2 separate regions of the Mus musculus genome follow, and region 1 is linked to region 2. Evidence: chromatin contacts called from public Hi-C data. All regions are on one chromosome and are shown on one strand. Each heading gives the region's core, a stretch centred on a gene start, on an enhancer-like site or on the middle of the called end of the contact. The rest is flanking DNA. Distances are from core to core; before and after follow the strand shown. Region 1 overlaps Tiam2 (T cell lymphoma invasion and metastasis 2). Region 2 overlaps Tiam2 (T cell lymphoma invasion and metastasis 2).

Region 1 (3,571 bases), core at 201-2,700, 69 kb before region 2:
TCTGTCCAAACACAGCTTGAGTTTTAACAGCAGATCAATTAGCTTTTCTATGTAAACCACTAGTGTGGTGTTTTAAATAACACAGCTAGAATACTAGCTATGAATTGATTTTCTTCTCGAAAGAATTTGTGATCTCATCGTCATTCTTTTTTTTTCTCCTAAATTATGGGAAATCATTTACTTAGAAAATAGCCATTTTGGGGGCGAGGAGGCTGGGATTTGGCACTCTTAGATTGAGCTCTATAGACCTTCCTCTTTCTATCTCAAATGAGGTCTTTTGGACAACTGCCCAGGCTTAGACTTCTATACATAGTGATCTCCACCATTCTAATTTCCCACTTCATACGATAAAATCCACGCTCAGAACCCACTAGTGGCACTGCCTGTGAACTATAGGTTGGCTTTTGCTTTTTAAGATTTATTTTTATTTAATTTTGGAATTTATCTTATGAGAAAAGCAACCTCTTTTGTTTATATCCTTTTATCTGAGTACCTGTTTTATTCTAGACACCAAGGGACACCTAAGAAGTGGTTTGCAACTTCAATATTGGCTACAATATAACGTCGAACACAAGACACTCTGAACAAGCTCTACTGCTACCTCATAACTGGTGCCTCCTGATAAACCTAGGGACACAGAGCATGCAGCCATCAGGTTACAGAGCCAGCAGCAAACACAAGACAATCGCCCAGATGCCTTCTGTGGACAGCAGCTGACGGGTAGAGTAGTCACTGCTGGCAATGGTGGCTTCCACTTGTAACCCAGCATTTTGGGAGGCTGGGGCAGGAGGAATGACATGAGTCTAGGCTAACTCTTCCTAGTGAGTTCTGGGACAGCCTGGGCTGATCCTACCTCAAAACTAAATAATTTAATAACTAAGAGCAGTACATTTACTATCAGTGTAAAAAGTTCTAGCATCCCAAATACCTAGCTTGGATTAAAATAGATGCAAGAGAAAGGTGAAGAACAGTCAACTATAATCAGCTGTTGGTAGGTCATCAAAATTAAAGTGAGGAGAAACTGGGTCAGGAGCCATTGAGGCGGGGCTTTATATTGAACGCTCCACCTTGTGGAGATGTTTTACTTTGGAAATTTCATTAAAAAAAAAAAAATCAGATCACAGTTCCTGGTGGTCATGTTATAGGAAAATCGTCACCAGGCAACTAAAGAGTGTTTTTCAAGACCCAGGTGCTCAAAACAGAGCTCAGAACGGAAACTGCTCTTATTAACGATGATAGCATCTTCCAGGAGTGGGTTTACACTCTGCTCTGTGCTCATTCTTATTTATACACTGACACCTCTGCTCCAAAGAGTGAATCAAACAGCTGCCGTGAGTCACTCAGGAAGTCCAGAAGACTTCTCTTAGCTGTAACTCCGGTGAGACTTTCATAAACCCCAGGACATGAAGGAATGCTACCCACTTAGCAGTATCAATGCTACTGTAGCTATGACTGTGGCTCTCTGACTCACTGGCGCCAAACACTGGGAGAATCTGTTTCCTTGCAAGAACCTTAATAGGGTGTTTCAAAACCCGCAAATCTCTGGCAGAGAGACAGGCTCAAGTTACATGTGACCAATGAACACTGTTGTCACCGATTCTCCTGAGAGAGACACTTCGTGTGGCAAAATCCAGCCAAAGCAAAGCAAGACCGTCCTCTTGAGAGATGAACAGATAGCACATGTGTGTATTCACCCCTAATTCTCACATGTGGGCATGAATTTCCCAGGGCTGTACTCAGTACCAAAAGATTTGCATCTAGAGTCCCAACTGCCAATGATAGAATCTCAGCCTAAGAAGAAATTCTTTTGAAGAATTAAAATGTCTTTAAACAAGTCCAGATACAATTCCTAATAACTGTTCTATGGGTATAAGACAGAAGAGCTGATCATGTGTGTGCACAGAGCCTGTGATTCCCGTTCCTACTCCATCCCCCCCATAGGCAGTAGCTGCTGAAACTTGATGACCAGGGCCCTTAATAACCAAAGTAGAGAGGGGATGAGAGTTACATCACTATGCAGAGAAGGTGAGTGACCCATCTCGCTGACTCCAGGAGCCAAAATAGTCAGACACAGAGGCTGCATAGCAGCTGGGGAAATGAGAGATGGGTCTAAACGGGCATGGAGGAGCTCTGGTTACCGCCGCCAAGCTGGTTCTAGGGACCTCGTGTACAGGATAATGCCTGCGGCTGATGTTCCTTTACACATATGAAATACAGTAAGGCAGTAGACTGTGAACAGTCTCCCAATAAGATAGAGCCAGCCTCATCACTATGCTTAGTGGTGATTGTGTTAACTAGATTGCCTATGGTGTCATTCTCACTGTATTCGTATGTCAAGGCATCAGGCTATACACACTGATTATATTCAATCTCTGCTTATGACCCAATAAAGCTGAACAAAGAAAAAAGCTGATGCCTAACTCCTTAAAGGAGCCCCTATCTCCTCACGTGTTGGGAAAGGTGCTTGCTCATGCTCCCCTCCTCTTACCCAGAAAAGATGGCTGGTCTCTGAGACAATGTCATTTTAGAATAGAAGTGAGTGTTTAGAATCAAAGCGGGCCAGAAACTGAGTCTTTCTGTCCTAAATCCCCTGTAACAAACCATAGCAGCCCTGAGTGACAGCACGGGACATTTCATGCACATGGTAGGATCACCCCCCACCCGCCCCTCCTTGACGTCAGGCCTGGCCTTTGCTGTACTTGGGGAAAAGCAGCAGCTCAGCCTGTCAGTTCTGAGAGGAAGCTTTCAAAGCCGAGACCTAAGTTTCTTTTCTGTCGACTGCAGGAGCTTATAATGTTGTTCACAACAGCTGTGCTGTCAGCCGAGGGTCCCATAGAATACCTCAGACCCCAGCTCCCTGATGACTATGATGAACACAAATCATAAATAGGGAAATAAACTGAAGTTAATATGTGGTGTTACCTCTAGTTCATGTTTCTCTGTCTCCCGGTATGGTATGCTTTTTCATCTGTCTGGTTTTTAGGTTTACACATATGAGGGTAGGCTTAAAGGTCTGTATTGCACGTGCTGTTCTTTTTTATGTCATCTTTTAAAGTCAAAACAAATGCCTATCAATCAAGCAAAACCTTTGAGTCATCTCTGTTGTCTAGTGGTATACACACGTTTACGTGGGTGAGAGATCGTAGCTACTGCCTCAATGCCTTGTTAGAGCATAGTATCAGACTCCTCCTAAGCAGGGGATGCCTCTCTCTCTCTCTCTCTCTCTCTCTCTCTCTCTGTGTGTGTGTGTGTGTGTGTGTGTGATATTAGGAACTGAGCCTTGGGCTTCAGGCATGCAGATGTATGCGATATTCAACTGAACTATGCCCACAAATCTCTCTCTCTCTCTCTTTCTTTCTTTTTCTTTCTCTCCTTCCCTTTCTCTCCCTTCCCTTTCTCTCCCTGCCCTTTCTCTTTCTTTTATTTTTACTTTGAGAAAGGGTCTCAGTAAGTTACCCAAGCTAGCTTTGAACTCAGTCTGCAGGCCAGGAAGGCCTCAATTTTCCTGTCTGCCTCAGCTTCCCCCATAGTTGGGATGACACTCCTGAGCCATTGTACATGGCTAGGTTGG
Region 2 (3,431 bases), core at 553-3,052:
CAGCCTTCTTCCACAGCCAACTCTTCCATGCCAGTGTTCCCAAAGAAGAGAAGTACCTGAGGTACAGTAAAAGTGGGTAAGCAATACCAGGAAACCTTTGACCCGGAAGCAGAGCAGCCAGGCTCACCAGCCAACTCCTCCCACCGGCAGCTCAGCCAAAGCTTAGCCATTGTTCCTTGCCCTGCCCCCAGGGATGTCTCAGGGCAACCCAAAGCCAGAATGTGAAATGTTACCACAAAACCTTTCAAATCAACTTCTGATGAGCAGAAAACAGTCCATTGTAATTCTAACAATCGGTCTATTTTCTTGTTTGGGGGAGGGGGGTAAGGTGTTAACAAATATTAATAGAATCAAGGCTTTGATGTTCGTCCAAAGTAATCTACTTCTCCCTCCTGCTCCCACTCCCGGCTCTCCCTCCATTGCTTACCCTCACTCCCAGGCTAAGGCAGATACAATCTCTCACTCTTCTTTCACAGCCCTTCATATTTCCCCGCCCCCACTCAGTCCCCCTAAGAGATAAGGTTGCCTTTCCCAAATTTCTGGGCTCAGCTGATCCTCCTGCCTCAGCCTTCCATGAAGCAGGACTAGATCTGCATGTCACCGCCCACAGCTCTCAAACATAGAAAGCCCTCATAACATACAAGTCATCTCAAGCCCTTGTGCTTTGCTGGCGATAACTATGACGTCCTCAGTCAGTCGTAAATGTGCATGTTACATCTGGTTCCTGTGCACAGAAAATCGGGGAGGGCATAGCAGATCACTCATGAATCCAAAGGCAGGAAGAAATACAAGGCAAGAAGCAAGAATCAGTGTTTTGACAGATTGATATCACATATGTTGAGAAAAAACAAAGACTGTCACACAACTTCCTACTAGATTAAGGAAGTTCAGTAAGTGTCTCACGATGCGTAGGCAATGGGAGTGGGTTTCCAGAAATCAGCAATAATCAACAAGAAATATGTTAAGGGGGAAAGCCCTTTACCAGATGAGTATGTTGGCGCACACCTGTCATCTCAGCAATTGGAAGGCTGAGGCAGAAGGATTGCCACAAGTGTGAGGCTAGGCTGGGCTACGAGTGCCAGCATAGCTCATCTCAAAACAAAACAACAACAAAAATTAATTAAAAACCTAAAATTAAAAAGCCCTTTTCATCATCACAAAGACAGAAGTAATGCTAATATCTACATTTTTAAAAAAAAATTTTTTTTAAAAAAAACTCATTAAATTGCTTTTCAAAAATCTTGACACACTGTGTACCTCAAAAGATGTAAGTCAGGAGTGGGCAAATCCTCCTTAGTCTGACACATGCTTAGTGCAGTCTCAAGCAGTCTGTTGTGTGCAGACATGCGAATGTGTGCACGCTTAAGCAAAATGGCTGAGTCTGAAGTTTATGCAGAAAAAAAAAAACCAAAAAACTCATTAAGAATCATCAGAGCCAGGCGGTGGCAGCACATGCCTTTAATCCCAGCACTCCAGAGACAAAGGCAGGCAGATCTATCTCTGAGTTTGAAGACATGTCCTGGTCTACATAGTGAGTACCAGGACAGCAAAAGCTACATAGTGAGATCCTATCTTAGGCGGGGGTGGTGGTCATCAAGAAAGGATATTTTGAGGGAGAAAAAGGACAAAGGCATATCAGGTACGATTTACATGGAGACTGAGACGGTGATACAGAGCACATTACGGTTGTAATAGCTTGTGCAGACCCCTGAGCCTGACTGAGTCCCTACTCACACAGGCCGGACAGACTCATCTCCCAGTTCTTCCCGTTCTCACGGGACAGCAGAAGACCCGCCTCTACTCTTTCAGCCGCTGCTAGCTCACCCATGGGCCACACAGGCTGCTGGAGTGACTCACGGTGAGTCAACCCTTCCACGCCTGCCAGTCTCTGCTTGAAAGCTTCTATCGGCCGGCATGCAGCTCCTTCATTAACGGAAATATGTCCTGCCCTGCATTGGGTAGTGGCCAGCTCCCTTCAAACTGTGATGATCAACCCCAGAGAATTTTGCAGAGAATATTTGCGTAGCATTGAGACAGTCAATATAAGGGGAAAAAAATTGAGAAACTCAATTTTCACTGCAAAGGTTGATTTTTGCTTCCAGTGGTGAGGACTGAGTTCTAAGATACTAGGCAAAGGCTCTACTACTGAGCAGCACCCCTAGTCCCTAGGATTCCGATTTTAATTATAATTTTTATTAGCTCTTTGGGAATTCCATACAATGTGTTTTGTTCATACTTACTTCCCCCACACACCAAACTTTTCACAGATCCACACATCCCCTTCCTTTTTCTTTCTTGACATCCTTAGAGATTAACTTGCACTGCTTCAAATTTTCTTGGGTGTATGGCCTTCTGCTGGAGCATGGTTGACTTAGCAGGAACCACACTGAGAGACAAAACTGACCCTTCATTCCCAGAAGCTAACAGTTGCTTATGGGTCTACTGCTAGGGGTAGGATTGGGTACCAACCCCCCTCTCCGTGCTGGGATTTCCGTCTGGTTTGGGCAGGCACAGAATTTATCCATACTGTCACAATAGCTGCAAGTTCCTACGTGTAGCTGCCCTGATGCGTCCAGAAGAAGGTGGCTTGCAGTTATCTACCACCTGTATACTCTCCTTTCCTCCTCTTCTTCCTGAGCTTCGGTGTATGTGTGTGGTGGGTTGGGGTATAGTATACATGTCCCTTTTAGGGCTGAGCATTCTGTACTCTCTTATTCCCTCAAGACTCCACCAGAAAAATACATTCAGCTGATAAAGACAATAAATACATTCAGTAAAGTAGCTGGATGGAAAATAAGCATCATATATACAAACGCAAACACACTGAGAAGGAAACAATACCATTCATTATATATATATATATATATATATATATATATGCATCATATATACAAACGCAAACACACTGAGAAGGAAACAGGAAACAATACCATTCATTATATATATATATATATATATATATATATATATATATATATAATGTATATGTATATATATAATGAATATATATATATATTCATTATACACACACACACATACACATATATATATATCTTGGAATAAACCTAACCAAGGAAGTGAAACAATAAACAATGAAAACCTTAAGACACTTACAAAAAAATGAAAAGATGCCAGAGGAAAGACACCCCCTAGGGAGACTCCATGTGGGAAGAACTTGGGGACACAATCAGAAATGATACCAACAGCATTTTCTTACTAGGCAATCACATACAATTTTTCCAAGTTGAAACTCTGTTTCCCTAAGAGGACATATGGACAGACAGCCTGCCCAAGTCTTAGCAGAAGTGTGAAAGCCAGGTGTGGAGCTTGGGACTATTATCCCAGCATTTGGAAAGTTGGACCAATTATCTTGAGGTCAGACCAGCCTGGGGTCTAGAGAACATAGTGGTTCCAGGCCTGAGATATAGACT

What was found. A called contact is a pair of places that touch in the nucleus more often than the background predicts.
Region 1: a Hi-C map of muscle stem cells shows a contact between it and region 2, with 2.0 times the contacts expected there. The contact joins two enhancer-like sites. A contact is called at or near these places in 2 of 15 datasets of contacts at CTCF or cohesin (CD8 T cells and the NIH/3T3 cell line), 18 of 484 Hi-C or Micro-C datasets (the C2C12 cell line, the C3H10T1/2 cell line, adipose-derived mesenchymal stem cells and 7 more), 4 of 115 datasets of contacts at active chromatin or transcription factors (embryonic fibroblasts, embryonic stem cells, fibro-adipogenic progenitors and 1 more) and 1 of 9 other capture datasets (embryonic stem cells).

The regions. Positions count from the first base shown.
Region 1 is chr17:3,417,485-3,421,055 of GRCm38.p6, reverse strand. The region is part of intron 3 of Tiam2 (T cell lymphoma invasion and metastasis 2); the gene reads right to left. Among named protein-coding and RNA genes, the nearest start is that of Gm52295, 11 kb to the right of the region's middle. Within about 2 kb of position 1,450, at least 60 of the 459 cell types and tissues checked have an H3K27ac peak or open chromatin away from gene starts, as enhancers often do. A contact at or near this core is called in the C2C12 cell line, the C3H10T1/2 cell line, adipose-derived mesenchymal stem cells and 4 more, where this site is marked.
Region 2 is chr17:3,348,577-3,352,007 of GRCm38.p6, reverse strand. All of the region lies in intron 1 of Tiam2 (T cell lymphoma invasion and metastasis 2), which reads right to left. Among named protein-coding and RNA genes, the nearest start is that of Tiam2, 24 kb to the right of the region's middle. Within about 2 kb of position 1,802, at least 105 of the 459 cell types and tissues checked have an H3K27ac peak or open chromatin away from gene starts, as enhancers often do. A contact at or near this core is called in the C2C12 cell line, the C3H10T1/2 cell line, adipose-derived mesenchymal stem cells and 4 more, where this site is marked.